Linked DNA regions of Hordeum vulgare: region 1 is linked to region 2. Evidence: chromatin contacts called from public Hi-C data. All regions are on one chromosome and are shown on one strand. The core of a region is the stretch at or near the end of the contact, and the rest is flanking DNA. Distances in the headings are between cores, read along the strand shown. Region 1 holds the start of LOC123401689. Region 2 holds the start of LOC123401592 (probable C-terminal domain small phosphatase).

Region 1 (3,660 bases), core at 421-2,920, 650 kb after region 2:
CTCAAATTTACTCCTCTTAAGTGTAGGGGTTCCTAGCCCGTCCCTTAAACTTAACTCCTTAGAAAACATTCAAACATAAAAATCATGGCTCGTTGTTGATGCCTTGTCGATGCGGCTACCGTCAGGCTTGAGGTTATCAATGTAGTAAAGGTCGATGACCGACGCACTTGACGACCAGGCTTCGTCGGTCTTCCCCAACTCATGGAGCTCGAATTGCCGATGCTCGTCCTCGATGCGCTCCAGATACCAGAGACAGAGCTCCGCCATGAGCTCCTCGTTGGAGCGCTCTGCCTCGAGGCACTCGCGGGGCCTCACGGTCCTTATGTGTGGAGCCCATTCAGAGGTTGATGGACGCCAAATCTATCACACAGGCGTTGAAGGGGAAGTTGAGCCGCGCCGACGTGTTATGGAGAAGCGCTCACCAAATATCGCATGCCCACATTGCCTGCGTCGCACACTGGTAGGGACTAATCCAAATACGTGGGTGGGTTTCGCGAGTCGTAGTCTCAACGCCCACTTCTCCTATGGCTGTAGCCGCACATCGAAGTACCTTCTCTGTGACATTGGCAGGCTGGGGAACCATGGGAAGAATACGCCGACATGGGATGATCCGCCGCGAAATCGGGTTCGGGACAGCTGCCCGTAGTGGCATAGATCTATGCTTCTAATCGACAACGGAGATTTGTCATCCTCACGATAAAAATTTGAGGAGTGTCTATTTGACATTTGACTGAAAATGAATTGGGCATCACTCAAGTTTTCTAACCAATAATAGAACAACTTAAGTCAAACCAGTGGAACAAACAAAATTACAACGTATTTACTGATGAAGTTACACTGTAAAACACCCACGAATTACAATCATAGATCCCACGAGTTACACTCCAAATCTTCTAGAATTACACTTGTGAAAACTGATGAACTTACACTTTAAAAACGGATGAATTTACACTGTAAATACCAAAAAAGTAGAGTGTAAATCATCAAGAAGTACAGTGTAAATACTAAAGAAGTACAGTTATTAAAGTCGAAAAATACGTACTGCATACACAGCGTCTAAAAACGAGAGTTTTCAGCGCAAATCTTAGCGCCAGATCGGATGAACAGAAAATTAAAAAACACTGACTGTAAAATAGCAAAACCGAAGATTTGTCATGGTTGCTCAAGAAAATTACATCCTGACGATAATATAATTTGTCATCTCTTGATTTGGCATGCTAAAAAACTGGACGTTCGATTTGTTGCGGGAACCTAATGAATCGATAAATAGGAAGTTTTTTTCCAAAAAATTATAAAATACTCCGTAAATAAATGCCCGAACTGAATTGGCAAGTGCACGATCTGATGGACGTTCAGGCGTGTACTGATTTCACCATTTCAAAGAAAAGGAAAAACAAAACTCGTGCAACCACTCGTGTGCACGTACTCTCGCCAGCAGAGCGCCTACCAAACCCCTGCGGTTTGCGTCACGTGCACGCCTACTCCGCGCGAACCGTGTACCGTAGCGCCCCACGCACACGTGGGGGTACCCTCCAAAGTGGGTGCCCGTAGGATTCCCACTTCGGCGCTCCCTGGGGAATATGGATCGGGTCACCCCACGCCCCGCCCGACCCGACCCGACCCGGCCCGTTCGTTAAACTCGGCTTAAATCGCCTCGGATCCTGCAAGGAGAGGAAAGGAATCCGAGCCCGGAAGCGCCCCCACACCCACACCCTCCCCTCCTCCTCGCCGTCTCCTCCCATTCCGGCCCCGCCGCCGCGACCACGAGGCACGGCCTCCCATTCCGGCCCCGCCGGCGCTCGCGCGCTCCCTCTCCGTCTTCCTGATCCGAGGCTTCCCGGACCGGAATGCGCCGCCGCTGTACGCCTGGTTTGCTGCCTCATCAGTGTCTCCGTTCCAGTATTTTGTTCTGTGCGCGTTTTCGTTTCCGTTCGAGGCTTCTCTGCTTCCTGACGCTGTTGCGTGCCAAAACCTCGCGAAATCAATCTCGACAGGTTTCAGCGTCAACAGTTTTTTTTTGTTGCTGTGGGGTTTTTTTTTCACGGGAAAAAAATAGATGTTTGTTACCGTGGATTTTATTTAGGTTCGGAAATGCCAAGGTTTTTCTTAAGAAATACTGTAATATTTACGCGCCCACGCAAGAAAAAACCCATTTCACTGGTGAAGTTGCAGTTCCGCTTATAGGAATTTCTCAATGGAGTAGCACTAGCAGTTATGTGAAATTTCCGCGGTTGTTTCCTCTAAGAAAAAGCTGGTTAGTGGGTGCGTGCTGACGGTTTGCGTGCTCTTTGCATACGGGCTCGGAGGAATCACTTGGTAGGAGGATGCGGATAGGCGAATGATGTCAGGGAGCCAATAATCGTGTCATGATATGTGGGGCGTGGACCCAATCATTTTGTCAAGCTCATCTTGAGAAATATTGTCTGCTTCATAAGTTGTTTTTTGGAGAGGATTGTTGCTGATGACTGATGACATCTAGACCCTGTTTATGTCATAATACAGTTAGGGCGTCTGGCGAACTGAACCAAGTGCTGCTACTCCTTTGATTTTTGTGACCGTCGACTTCTGTAGTAAACCATGTAGGATTCAGCATGCGGCCCTGCACATTGCTGTGAATATTCTATCCTTCTTTTGTAATTTAGCGTGAAACAACTGGACGGTAATATCTTGGTGACTAAAGTAAGTGCTTGGGTGGAGCGTTGTGGGCAGTTAGGTAAGCACAACAATCAAACATCAACATACTACTTGTCAACTTAGGCCCTGTTTGGAACCATAATAGATTATAATAATCTGGATTATGAACATAGATTATAAAAATAATCCAGGTGGGCATGTTTGGAGGCCAGATTATATAAACTGTAAACCAGCTTTTAAATTGTACAATGGCATGTTTGCCCTCAGTTTACAAGGAAAAATAGGAAAGTGGCGGTGGCACTGCGTAATTCACTTGAAGTTTACAAGGATAACACGTCATTTGTAATCCATAATCTCATTTTAGCTGGGGTAGAGGAGATTATGAGATTATAATAATCTGGTCATCTAGTTTATAAAATCTACAATATAAACTGTCCTGTTTGGAAATACAATAGATTATAAAAACCAGATTATATAATCTGGGTGGTTCCAAACAGGGCCTTAGTTGTTGGTGTGAACAGCTTGTGTTACTGTAGATTTTCTTTTGGATGAATTTTTTTAGATGGATGTTACTGTGGATTTTAGGTTCGGAAATGCCAAGAGGAGATCGAAGTATCTTGTTCTTGGGCAAAGTTTTTGCAAAGAAATGTGTACGCGCACACACAAGAAAAAACATTTCGTGAACGAAGTTGCAGTTCCGTTTATACGGATTTCTTAATGGAGTACTAGCAGTTATGTAAAAATTCCATGGTTATTTTCACTAAAAAAACTGATTAGTGGGTGCGTGCTGATGGTTTGCGTGCTCTTTGCTTACGGCTCGGAGGAATCACTTGGTAGGAGGATGCGGATAGGCGAATGATGTCAGGGAGCCAATAATCGTGTCATGATATTTGGGGCGTGGACCCAACCCTTTTGTTAAGCTTATCTTGTGAAATATTGTCTGCGTTATACGGTTGTTGATGACATCACGATCTTGTTTAGTAGCATGTCATACTATTAGTTAGGGACCTCAAGTGCAGCTACTCC
Region 2 (3,927 bases), core at 193-2,692:
ACGACAGCTGCTCGCTAGCGCACTTGCCACTTCTCATGCCCGTAGGTCTCCATCTCATCGATCACATCTCACCATTGCAACAAATCACTCGGCATGTTCCAGCAAATTAAAAGTGTCGGTTCCAACCAAAATACATGCTATTGTGCAATGGAGCAAACCATGAAAACGGTTGTAGCCACATGAGACACTTGTAGTAGAAATATGCAACGCCGGTTGTAGCATGTAGCAAAACCTGTTGGCGTTGATTGTTGCTTGGAGAAGTGCCTCCCATCCTTGCCGGCCACGGTCACCACACTCGTTAGTCTCGGTTGTCGAAAAAACGAAGCTGGTAGTAGCAAAATATGAAGTGGTTGAAGCAAAAAAAAAGTCATATCACGCGTCCTGGCCGCACACGGAGTCACCATGTTCACCTCTCTATGTGGTTCCAACAAAAAAAATCGGATGCAACATTTTGAACCATTGGGTGCAACTCCTTTGATTGCGGGCACAACTCCACTATCACGTGGGTGTTGGTTTCAGTAAAAAAGAAGCTGGACGTGGCATTTTTTAAAGCTCGTTGTAGCTCTGTTGGCTGCCGGTCGCAACTTGTGCAGGATAGGTTATGGTTCATAGAGCGTTTGGGAGGGTAAAAGGGGAGGGAAGAGTATCCTGGTTGTCGTCGTCTTCTCCCTCCAGTACGGCTCGCCCTAGCAGCAAGCTCCCCTCCCTGTGTGACCTGATGTGGTGGGCGCAGATGGAGGAGTGGAGCAATTGCAACGACATCGTGGGTCACATCGTGAGGGAGAAGAAAGGAAAAGAAAAATAAACGATTCGTGCGAAAAAGATAAGGTATTATGCGAAGCAGTGGATATGGAGGACCCACCATCAAGATTGATCACATGCCTCGTGCGTGACCTGTTCAATCTTGAACCGGCTCGTCTGGTCTAAACGTTTACCTTTAAATTAAGATAAAAAAATCCTTTAAAGGGCGTCATAAGCGCCGAACAGGAGTTGGGAATATACCGTACCATGGGTCGGGCAGGACCGGGCTTGGGCTGGACCTAAAAAAGCTCATAGCAGAAAATTAAGGCTCAAGCCGACCCTGACCCTACCATGAGGCCTACTTTTCAAACCCAAGTCGAGTCCGTTTGTTAAAAAGCCCGTCGGGCCTAGAGCCACAGCCATGCCTCTTCATTAAAATTTTAATATGTCAAGCCTAATCCTAGCCCGGCCTTGTCAACGGGCTCAAAACTCAGGCTAAGCCCGGCCCACAGGCAAGCCCATCAGGCCTAGCCCCTGAATTTTCGGGCCGTGTCCGGCCGGGCCAGACTGGAGATGGCCAGGTATAGCTGGGTAGTCCAGCTGACCTGCCGTTTATACAATGGCGTGTAGCGTGTCCGAATCGACCGTTGCGATTTTTATACTTCCAGATTCAAACCCTACACGATTTCCATTTCGTCTCCTCCCTTTCCGACCGTTGCAAAATCTCCCACCACAAGAGCTCAAATCCGCACCACAACGCATCCCGCTCCCCCCTCACTCTCTCCCTCCCTCTCCCTCTTCGTCTCCCAGAGCTAGAGAATCTGAGAAGTCCAGCACAAGCGGCGAAGCAGCAGCAGCAGCAGCAGGGCATCCCGCGCGATGGTGTCGAGGACGCCCACGAAGGCGCCGGCGACCAGGCCCGGCACCGGCAGCCCCGCGAAGCCGTCGCCGTCGCCGTCCCCGTCCCCGGCGGCGAGGCGCCGCCAGTCCTTCCGTGGCCGTCGCCGTCTACCCTCCACGAAGCGGAGGGCGTCCCCGCTCAAGTCCCTCGCGGCCGCCCCCGCCGTCGTGGTCTCCTCCTTCGGCCGCTCCGTGCGCTTCTGCCGGCGCCGCCTCATCAAGGTTTTCGCGCGCCTCGCCATCCTCGCCCCCCTGTCCAAGCGCAGGGCCGGGGCTGCGGGGTTCCAGCGCCTCCGCTCCTCCTCGCCCCCGCCCACGCCGCACTTCTCGCCCCGCGCTCAGCGGCCTGGCAGGGTCCACCCCGCCGCGCTCCCGCCGCCGTCGGATCCGGAAAAGAAGACTCTTTTTCTGGACCTCGACGAGACGCTCATCCACTCCCAGACCGATCCGGCGCCGGCACGCTTCGACTTCACCGTGCGGCCGGTCATCTGCGGCCAGCCGGTCACCTTCTACGTCTGCAAGCGCCCGGGCGTCGACGACTTCCTCCGCGCGGCGGCGGAGGCATTCGAGGTCGTCATCTTCACCGCGGGGCTGGAGCAGTACGCCTCCCTCGTGCTCGACCGCCTCGACCCCACGGGTGCGCTGATCGCGCACCGCCTGTACCGCAGCGCCTGCCGAGACGACGGCGACGGCAGGCTCGTCAAGGACCTGTCGGCCACTGGCCGGGCTCCGGACTGCGCCATCATCGTCGACGACAACCCAAACGCCTACTCCCTGCAGCCAGAGAACGCCCTCCCGGTGGCGCCCTTCATCGATGACGCCAATGACCAGGAGCTGGAGAAGGTCATGCGATTCTTGGACGCTGCCGCAGGGTTCGACGATACCAGGGAGGCCATCAGGTACTACAAGGATCTGGTCACAGCGAAGTGAGCCGAGCGCCCCAGGCGACGGCGAGGAGTAGGTGTTTCCCCTTCTTTGGGTCTTCCTGAATATTGGTTTGCTGGTTAGCAGATGGTGGTGGGCATTGATCTTTCAGAATCTTCCTGAATGCAGTTTGTTAAATATTTGTATGTGGTTCAATGAAACCGAAACTGGAATTTGCATTGAAGATGAAATTATGCAATATTAATAATTACATTCGTCTGGAGATGGTGGTGGGGAAGGGATTGATCTTTCAGGATCTTCTTGAATGTAGACTGTTAAATATGTTTATGTGGTTCGAATGAAACTGAAACTGGAATTGCATTGAAGATGAAATTTATGCAAAACTCTTTCCACACTTTCCCAGTTCATTACTAGTTGACTCAACACAGCAGGAATTACAAGCCATGTTGGTTTGGGAACAAAGGGACAGCATGATATTAACCACCAAGCCACGCCAGACCGGTACCAAGGTGGGAGAAAAACATTGGCCGAGAGCCTTCCGATCCACCAAACCACCAAGCCCCATGCTCACCTCTCTGAACGACTTCCTGTGAACTGAACATCTCTTACATACAACACTCTGCATTCCTGTACTTGTATATCGGACGGGGCCTAGGCGCTCGGCGCTGCAGCCAATCGTCGGTAAGCTTGAGAAGGAGTTCTCGCCTTGGTTGACTTCCATGCTCTCGCGTGGTGAGCGCTTCGCCCACGCCCGGCACGTGTTTTGCACGATGCCTGCGCACACTCTCATGGCCATGGCGTTGTGTGCGCCCATTCTCAAGCAGCTCAACCGCCTTGTGCGCAATTAGTTGTGGTACGGCCGCAAGGAGGCCAAGAGAGGGCACTGCCTGGCCCAAGGTCTGTCGTCCGCTCGACCTCAACAGGGTTTAGGCCAACTTCACCGCACGATTCCAAACGGACGTCCGGTTTGGTTGGATTTTGTCCTTTGGGACGGTTATGGATTCGTCCATGTCTGTCTCTGTCCGACCCGTCCGTTGGGTCGTGCGTGCGTCCACCGCACGGTCGTATCCCAAATCATGTTCATGTTGGACTTGATTTAAAAAAACTCAATTAAAATATAATAAAATTAACATTAATAAAGGCCCAGTTTTCACGGCCACAAAACGACCCAGTTTTTGACATAATTAACATAAAAAAGTAGCCCGCCCGTCGTTGCCGTCGCCGTCATCGTCTTCATTGGTCGTCGGTGTCGTCGTCGTCGCCGTCGCTGACAAGGTCGACGTAGGGCGGCGGTGTCCAGAGGTGGGCCGACGGTCTCTGCTGCGCGGGGGCGTGCTGGAAGCTGGCCTGCAGCACCTCCTCCCGTGGCGAGGCCTCCCGCTCCGGTGACCGCGGCGGCGT

Evidence for each region. A called contact is a pair of places that touch in the nucleus more often than the background predicts.
Region 1: a Hi-C map of leaf shows a contact between it and region 2, with 4 times the contacts expected there. The contact joins the promoter of LOC123401689 here to the promoter of LOC123401592 in region 2. A contact is called at or near these places in 4 of 6 Hi-C or Micro-C datasets (leaf and seedling).

Annotation. Positions count from the first base shown.
Region 1 is chr6H:67,647,066-67,650,725 of MorexV3_pseudomolecules_assembly, forward strand. It overlaps LOC123401689, which reads left to right and starts at 1,671. Exons shown (of 6, transcript XM_045095534.1): 1 at 1,671-1,860.
Region 2 is chr6H:66,994,392-66,998,318 of MorexV3_pseudomolecules_assembly, forward strand. LOC123401592 (probable C-terminal domain small phosphatase) reads left to right here and starts at 1,443. Exons shown (of 1, transcript XM_045095418.1): 1 at 1,443-2,788. The coding sequence starts at 1,621. The coding sequence ends at 2,571.